2 separate regions of the Macaca mulatta genome follow, and region 1 is linked to region 2. A link is a contact called in public Hi-C data. All regions are on one chromosome and are shown on one strand. Each heading gives the region's core, a stretch centred on a gene start, on an enhancer-like site or on the middle of the called end of the contact. The rest is flanking DNA. Distances are from core to core; before and after follow the strand shown. Region 1 has its middle 38 kb from the start of THEM4. Region 2 holds the start of S100A10 (S100 calcium binding protein A10).

Evidence for each region. A called contact is a pair of places that touch in the nucleus more often than the background predicts.
Region 1: a Hi-C map of CD4 T cells shows a contact between it and region 2, with 2.4 times the contacts expected there. The contact joins the enhancer-like site here to the promoter of S100A10 in region 2. A contact is called at or near these places in 7 of 14 Hi-C or Micro-C datasets (CD4 T cells, cortical neurons, fetal cortex germinal zone and 4 more).

Annotation. Positions count from the first base shown.
Region 1 is chr1:115,110,072-115,114,228 of T2T-MMU8v2.0, forward strand. No RefSeq gene overlaps it. Among named protein-coding and RNA genes, the nearest start is that of THEM4, 38 kb to the right of the region's middle. Within about 2 kb of position 2,585, at least 20 of the 40 cell types and tissues checked have an H3K27ac peak or open chromatin away from gene starts, as enhancers often do. A contact at or near this core is called in CD4 T cells, where this site is marked.
Region 2 is chr1:115,059,191-115,063,953 of T2T-MMU8v2.0, forward strand. S100A10 (S100 calcium binding protein A10) reads left to right here and starts at 2,679. Exons shown (of 3, transcript NM_001278418.1): 1 at 2,679-2,769.

The DNA.
Region 1 (4,157 bases), core at 1,335-3,834, 51 kb after region 2:
GAGACAGAGTCTTGCTCTGTAACCCAGGCTGGAGTGCAGTGGCGCGAACGGCTCACTGCAACCTCTGCCTCCGGGGTTCAAGCAATTCTCCTCCTGCCTCAGCCTCCCGAAGAGCTGGGACTACAAGCAGGCACCATCACGCCTGGCTAATTTTTTGTATTTTTAGTAGAGACAGGGTTTCACCATATTAGCCAGGATGCTCTCGATCTCCTGACCTTGTGATCCGCCCACCTTGGCCACCCAAAGTGCTGGAATTACAGGCGTTAGCCGCCACGCCCGGACTCAATTTTGATTCTTATAACTTTTACAATACCTTGAGGGACTAAAGTCCCTCCCCAAGCCCCACCCCCAAGGACTGACAGACCCTGTGTCTAGTCTCCCAGTACCGCCCCTGCTGGTCTGAATCACCTTTGGCCTCCATGGACACCCTCCATGCTGTGCTGACCTGCAGCAATCTCAGCCTTTCCCATTGCAGCCCACCTCCCCGCCGCACCCAACTTGCTCCCTGAAGGTCTGCTTCTAAAACTGGCCCCACAGTGATGTGGGGCTGTTGGTGTCCTTGAAGGCAGCAATTGTACATAGAAAAAATTATTTGCAAAATTTTTATTTTTAAAATTAATATTTGACTTATTAAAATTAAATTTAAGAAACCCAGGTTTGGCCGGACGCGGTGGCTCACGCCTGTAATCTCAGCACTTTCGGAGGCCGAGGTGGGCGGATCACGAGGTCAGGAGATCAAGACCATCCTGGCTAACTTGGTGAAACCCCGTCTCTACTAAAAAAAAAAAAAAAAAAAAAAATTAGCCGGGCGTGGTGGCAGGCGCCTGTAGTCCCAGCTACTCGGGAGGCTGAGGCAGGAGAATGACGTGAACTCGGGGGAGGGAGCTTGCAGTGAGCCGAGATGGCGCCAGGGTACTCTAGCCTGGGCGACAGAGGGAGACTCCGTATCAAAAAAAAAAAGAAAAAAAGAAACCCAGCTTTTTCATCTTTTTGTACCTTAAGTATAAATTTTCATATACTACTTTTTAATCAAGCAAAACTCAACAATCACTTTTAAAGAGTGCCTTTCATAATAATCAAATGCCCTTAAATATTATAAAACTGATGTTGAAGATTTAGTATATATATTTTTCTGATTCAACAGAGCTTTCATTTGGCTCTTGAGTCACCGTAATGTCACCATGCCAATTCATCAGATCCTTCACACCTTATAAAATTATGTTGTTAATTTCTGCACTTGATTGTATGACTTGGGTTGACTGAAATCGCTACTCTTTTCACTTTTTCCTTCCTTGGCAGGCCCATAACTTGCAAGTTTTTGAATAGCCTCCTTTGGATTCCACATAGTTCCTCTGGTTTTGTTTGGCTTCACAAGTACTACCCGCTGTACTAATGATCCTCCATGATATGCTAATAGCACTCCACTCAAATGACTTGTCTCGTCCCCAGTTTCTGGCCCTCCCTTGACTGGTCCTCACATCCTTACATGGACCATGTTCCAGGGATGAGGCCTAGTCTCGGTGCTATTGCTCTTTTCTCCTTTCCTGAATGCCCTCACTCTCTTTTCTACCCATACTTCAAAATTCATGTCAAATCTCACCTTCCTTGACTGCCACAGCCCATGGTAATTTCTCCCTCCTCTACACACGTTTCTGGTACTATTCATTTAATATTACCATGTGCATCATATTATTGCTAGTTATTTTTTCCTACGTTTTTTCTCTTCCTTCTCACCTAAGATTATAAGCTCTCAGTGGGAAAGAGCTGTGTTTTACTATGTTTATATTTTCTGATTACATCCTAGCACGGTGCCTTTCTCATGGCAACAGCTCAGTAAGACCTAGTTAAGTGATTGAGTGACATTTATTAGCATGTCATTTCCTAGAGGGTATGTCCACACTCTGCTCCTGCCCAATATGCTATGAGTAGTCAATGAGAATTGAGCAATATTAATCATAACTAACCACTTGAGGTGTATGACACACCCTATCAGGAGGCAACATGTAACCACTTCTCAGCGTGCTTGAGGCAGGTTTACTGATTTCAACCAGCACTAAATTTCAGAGAAGTCATGTAAGGTATAGATCCTCCATCCTGAATTACGTTGCCTATAGTTGTTTAAACACTTCCAGCTGAAAAGTTTAGGAAAATGCTGAATAATAGGTTTCAGATGCCTTACTTATGGACAATGAATATATGCAAAGACACAGGGGATGGAAGAAAGTCACAAAAATCCTTTCACTAGCTTTAGTTGTATCAAGACTTCACAAGAAAACAGAACTTATTTTTTCAGAACTAAGTTGGAAGTATTTTAGGTAAGTGGAAGAGCAAAAGGGAATCTACTGTATCGCTCCCTCTACCCAGAGGAAGGAAATAGAAAATGTCCACACAACAAATGAACCAAGTGTATAATCAAACCCTCAGCCCCAAGGTGTCTCTGATGTACTGCAGGAACCAAGGCAGTCTCCCAGTTCAACTATTATTGGCCTGTCCCTTTTAATTGAAAGCAGTTGCCCTTTCCCCACCCATCCCTGAGTATGACTCATTAACTGCCCCCAGGCCAAGTGTTTTACACAAGACTCTGCATCACCATGGCAACAGCCCTGCATTTGCCCTCGCTTAGGGCGTGGCTACAGTAAGTACTACCGCTTTCTTTTTGTTTGTTTCTGTTTGTTATAAATTGGAAACTTTAATCACAGGAAGAGGCTGTTTGGCACCCGAGAGATGTCAGCAGTGCAAGAAGCAAAGAGAAAAAGGGGAGAGCCAAAATAACATAATTACTTCTTCACAGCTAGTATATGTCTCTACCAGATTACACTACCTGACGATGACGGGAAACAGAGATTGTGGTCATTATTAAGGTCTTACTATGAGGCACTCTTCGTCCTCCATTATCATTATTCCTATTGTAAAGATGAAGAAACTGAGATACCCAGAGCTTAAGGTTATGCATCTGGTGAGTCACAGGGCCAGGATTCAAGCCATGCAGTCATCTTCCAGGGACCCACACCCTTAACCACTGTCTGACCTCGGGTTATAGGAAAGGAAGAGCCTCACAAGTTATTGTTGGGTTTTGTTCACTTGTTTGTTTCTGCTGACTATAGTTAAATTATACCGAGGCTTTAAAGACTAAAAAATTTCTAATTTGACAGTTAACTGCTAAGGGAGCAAACTCTGAATTGTATAGTGGAGACCTGGCTACCAAGATGGACATGTTCCAGTCACAGGCATGGAGAAAGTTCTCTGTTTGGTGCCCATCAACTTAAGTCCTTCCTTACACCTGGCAGTGTCACCATCTTTCACAGTCACAGATTCTGCCACTTTGGCCAGGCATCTCATCAGTCCCACCCCTCATCACAAAGGAGTCTACTGGGGACAGGTCAGCACAAGCCCACCACCATGACCAGAAGCATAACTCACAGAACCTATCCTGCTGGCAGAGGGGAGCAAGGGCACCAAGGACAGCCTCATCCCCTGGAGAAATGTCCTTATTTGCCAGGATGCCTCATTGGCTGCTTGAATTGGTTGGACTCGGGAAGTCTATTAGCTCTGAGTCCAGAGCTGTTGTTTGAGACTCAAGATGAAAAAGGAGGCAATTTCTACATTTATCTAATGCACAGCTAAGAGTGGAGGTTGGGTGAACCTGATTTCAAAAGCAAACCGAGTGTTAAATTTCACCACTTTTTAAAGCGCTGACGTGATGTAAGGATGCTGTCATTGTGGGCTAGCAATTTTCTTAGGTCTAATTTGGATCTTTAAGGGTTACATGAAGCTCTTCTGGGCTCACAGCATTGTGCTGTAAGCACTGTAGCTATGCTGTGTCACAACACAAGAGCATCGTGCCACAGTAAGCAAGTGCAACAGGTTTTGTCACGACATTAGGTCTGCCTTGGAGAGGTCAGCAAAACATGCTTGCCAGAAATTCGTCTCATCGTCAGAGTGCAACCTGCAGGCTGCCTGGGTCCATGCCCCACCTCTGCCATTTACTAGCTGTGTGACTGGGCAGTTACTTTCCCTCTCCGTCCTTTGGTTTCCTTACTTGTAAAAGGGGCACAATAATATTTCCTACTTTTAGGGCTGCTGCAAGGATCAAAGAAGTTAATTCATGCCAACTGCTTGTAAGAGTTCCTGGCACGAATTGCCACACACTTCAATCT
Region 2 (4,763 bases), core at 1,429-3,928:
CCGCACCCAGCCTAACTTGTAAATTCTTTAAATGTTTGACTCTTTTGTAATAGCACTTAGCTTAAAGCACACATTGTACAGCTGTAGAAAATGTTTTCTTTCTTTATATCCTTCTTCTGTAAGGTTTTTCTATCTTTAAAATTTTTGTTTTTTTATTTTTTAAGTTTTTTGTTAAAAACTAAGACACACACACACACAAAACTAAGACACAAACACATGTATTAGCCTATGCCTGCACAGGGTCAGGATCATCAATATCACTGTCTTTCACTTCCACATCTTGTCCACTGAAAGGTCTTTGGGGCAACACACATCTCCTATGATAACAATGCCTTCTTCTGGAATACCTCCTGAAAGACCTGCCTGAGGCTGTTTTTAAAACTTTTTTTTTAAGTTTTACTGTTTTTTTTAATAAGTAGAAGGAATACACTCTAATATAATGATGAAAAGTATAATGTAGTAAATACATAAAGCAGTAACATAGTCATTACCAAGTATTGCATACTACATATAATTGGTATGTGCTCTATTTTTATACAACTGGCAGCACAGTAGTTTGTTTACACCAGCATCACCACAACACATGAGTAAAGTACTGTGCTAGACAGCTACAAGGTCACTAGGCAAATGGAATTTTTTAGCTCTATTATGATCTTATGGGACCACTATTGAATGCATGATCCATCACTGGCTCAAACATTGTTATGCAGTGAATGACTGTACTTAATTTTATAATCAGTATGATCACAATTATGCAAATATTTGTTACGTATGCATAAAAAGACTAGAAAGAAATATGAAAATGTTTATCTTTGGCTCATGTATTTATAAATCATTTTTTATACATTATATATTTTCCAAGTCTTCTAAGAATGAAATCTTTGTACAGATTAAAAAGTTACAATAAGTGTTATTGTTGTTTTCAAATTTCTACCCAATGTTGCTTCCTGCAGAAATTATCCTGTGACCACTCCAAGAGGACTTGGAAGTCCCTCCTCAGTGTTCTCCTAGTATCCATAGTATCCTCTACCATTCACTGAGCACACTGGATTTTAATTGTTTGCTTATCTAACTCCCAATACTTGGAACTCTTCAAAGGAAGAGATCCCTCAATTCCCAGGCCTACCACACACACTAAAGCACTCCTAAGGTCTGTGGACCAGATGAAGAAATTAGATGAGTAGGGGTATGCAAACCCATGCATTCCCATTCTAAACCCAGTCGCACTGCAATCCCTGCAACAAAAGGGATTCAAGATTTCCTCCACTGGTGACTGTGACCTGGGGACTGTGAAGTACTGTATACAGGAAGATCTCGAAGAGCTGTCCCCTTGAATAGTCAGCACCAGGATCGCAGGGAAAGTAATAGCTGAAATCCAAGTTGGGTTTTCCTGGCAACAGCCAAGATTAGTCAGAGGTGGCACTTGGAGGATTCCCCAAGTCTGCTCATTCCTTTGGGATCACTCATTCCTCCCAAGGCCTCCCGTGGGAACAAAGGAAAACCCCAGAGTTTGGCACTGGGCTCTTTTCCACCAACAGCTGCTAGTAGTTTGTATTTAACCCTAAGTCACAATTAAAATAAAAGGGAGTGAGGGGGAGGGGCGAGGAGTTGGTAAGCATCCCCTAGGAAACACTTAGGTTTTCTCTTAATTTATTCCAGAAAATTATTCTAAAGGACTTTTAAGGACCACAGCATAATGCCTTGGAAACTTAGTTTTTAACTTTTTTTTTGAGACAGAGTCTCACTCTGTCGCCCAGGCTGGAGTGCGGTGGTGCGATCTCGGCTCACTGCAACCTCTGTCTCACGGGTTCAAGCGATTCTCATGCCTCAGTCTCCTGGTGGCGCGCACCACCACTCTCGGCTAATTTTTTTATCAGTAGAGACAAGGTTTCACCATGTTGGCCAGGCTGGTCTTGAACTCCTGACCTGAGGTGATCTGCCCGCCTCGGCCTCCCAAAGTGCTGGGATTACAGGCGTGAGCCACCGCGCCCGGCCAGTTTTTACCACTATTAGCCACACTGAAACTGAACTATTGATCAAGTGAAGCCACAAGAGGGGTAAATCCCCTGTTCAACAAAGGGTTTGTGACGCTCTGGGTGCTGACAAGCCAAACCGCACCCTCCCTGCGGCACCTCGCGGGCCGGCGGGGCCGGGAGCCCGGCTTCTGGGGAGGTGCCGCCCCGCCACGGGTGCAGGCCGCCGAGACCCCCGGACGGACCTCCTAGGGCTAATCTGATAGTGCCTCTGAGGTTGATAGGACTCCACGTGCAACTCCCTGCAGGGTCATCCAGCAAGTAAGTCCTAGACTCGTAGGTGCCCACAGAGCCGGTTACCTCTGGTTCTGCGCCAGCGTGCCCCACCCGCAGGACTGCCGGGTTCTTTGATTTCTACACTTCCTAAAACCAAACCCGAGAGGAAGGGCAGGCCCAGGGTGGGGATGCCCTGAAATATTCAAGAGCAGGACCGTTCCTACTGAAGAGAAGTTTACAAGAACGCTCTGTCTGGGGCGGGCGAGGCCTCAGCGAGGCTGGTCCGGTAGCGAGGGCAGGGCGTGGGCCGCGCGCCCGGGGTTGGGGGAGTAGGGGGCAGGAAGAGGGGGAGGAGACAGGGCTGGGGAGCGCCCTGCCGAGCGCCCGCCAGGCTCCACCCGCTCCCGCGCCACCTCCCTCTCCCCACCCGCCGCACGTACTAAGGAAGGCGCACAGCCAGCCGCGCTCGCCTCGCCGCCCCGCGTCCAGCTCGCCCAGCGTCCGCCGCGCCTCGGCCAAGGTGAGCTCCGCGCGGCCCACGCGCCCCTCCTGAGTAGTCCCCAGCCCCGGACCTGCTGCCCGGGGAAACCCCCGCACCCGGCTTCGCGGGGCGTCCCGGGCACCGCGGAGCTGGGTGGGGAGCGGCTGGTGGGGAATCCACTGCTTAGTGCTCCAGGCCACACCCAGACGAGGCCAGCAGCGCCCCTTCCCGGCCCGGGCGCGGCCACCCCCAGACCCACGCGGACCAGAGGAGGGGACACTTGTTCTTTAGGAGGGGACCGTGGTGAGCCCCTGAACCTCTTCCCTCCTCACTTTATGTTTGCCTTGCATTACTCCCACCTTTCCTGCTTTCCCACTCGTCTCTCGGGTTACCGAACCCCTCCTGCACGCCCCTGCCCTGGCTGGCGTGTTTCTTGGTGGGTTCCGCCCGCAGGCCGGGTCTGCACGTTCGTACGTGGTCCCGGCTGGACGGCCCAACCGGGCGCGGGTAGGACAAGTAGGCAGCTGGGGGCGTCCCTTCCGTACCCCTTAGTCCCTCGGCCAAACAGGCGTTTCAGGTTGGGGCTTCCTGTTGTCTGCTCGACGGGAAGGGTCTTCCTGCCGAGGGCGGGAGGTCCACTTGTTTCTTTCTAAAGCAGTTTGGCTGGGATGTGTGGGAGAGGGCCCTGTGTGACGTGGTTTCTCTGCTGAAAGGGTTCCCCTGCTCTCTTAATAAGTGGAACCAGAAAGAGATGGAGGAAGAGCAGTCTTGATGAAGGATCTTCCAATCATAGATTAATTTGGCCCGGCGCAGTGAGACAGACAGACGTGCCATTGGTACTTGGTTCACCACCTGTGCTTTGGCCGAAGGAATGGCGCTGCCCCTAGCCGTGGACACTGCTGCCCTGTCCAGCCTTGGTCCAGCTCTACCTAAGTGAAACCAGGAGTTCTGCCTTGTTGGCTGGGGGTGGAATGCAGAGAGCTCCAAGCCAGGCCAGCACAGGGGAGCCCTAAGCCAGATTCTGGGATGCATTAAGCCCACCCCGCCTTCCGCCCCCACCCGGTTCTGTCCCTGCGAGAGCTTCTGCAGGGCGTGGTTAGCACAAAGGGCTCCAGGATTCTCCTAGTGGTCTGAGGCCTGTGACTCAGCTGTGAGACCATGTGGGTGTGGCCGGTTGCAGATACTCTCGGTGGATGATTTGGACAGAACACTCCCTGAAGGAAAAGGAGAACTGTGCCATCTCAGAGGGCATTTTCCAAGAGGAAGTGAGTCACACCTGGACTGGCCGCCAGTCTTCAGGAGAGGTTTCTTGACTGAATTGCGGGTGAGGGCAGATAATTAGATCTGTAGGGCCTTGGCGAAACCGCTTTTCGTTATCGGCCAGTATGCGCCTGGCAGCCTGCCTCAGCCTTACTTGGGAGGTAGCCTTTCCCGTTAAGAGGTTTGCTGTTGTTGCGGGTATTTTTCCCCAGAAGCTTGAGTTTCAGTCTCCAGGAGTGAAGTTTTATGTTGTGTGTTTTAGGTGAGGCCAGGCTCATGGAAACACCCAGGCAGTGATCTTTGCCTCCAACATGTTACAGCAAATTGCAAAAGATAATGCCAGGGGTTGGAGTGGGAATGAGTTCATATAACTTATTGGAAGTTTCTTAATCGGCCCTGCCCCCACAGATTCCTATCCAGTTTCTGTTTAATCATCCCTTGCAAATGGTGTATTTGTTCCTTCACAGCCAGAGGGTAGTTTCTTCACTGTGGCCCTTGATCCACCATTTGGAGTTTCTTATATCGGTTCTTCCAGTTTTTTGGTCTACTGGGCATGAAGCAATTTTTGGGTCTCACCCTGCTTTCTAGGTGATGCTCTTCCTAGCTTTTCTCAGGCATATCAGATAGGCCCCTTTCCTCTAGTGTGCTGGCCTCTGGCCAGCCTCCTAAGCAGCCACTCCAGTGAGGTCAGGCCTGAGCTGGGTGGAGCTGAGACTGTGTGCCTCCCTGCTTTCTACTGACAGTTCAAAAAATGTGACTTTTGTAGAGCACAA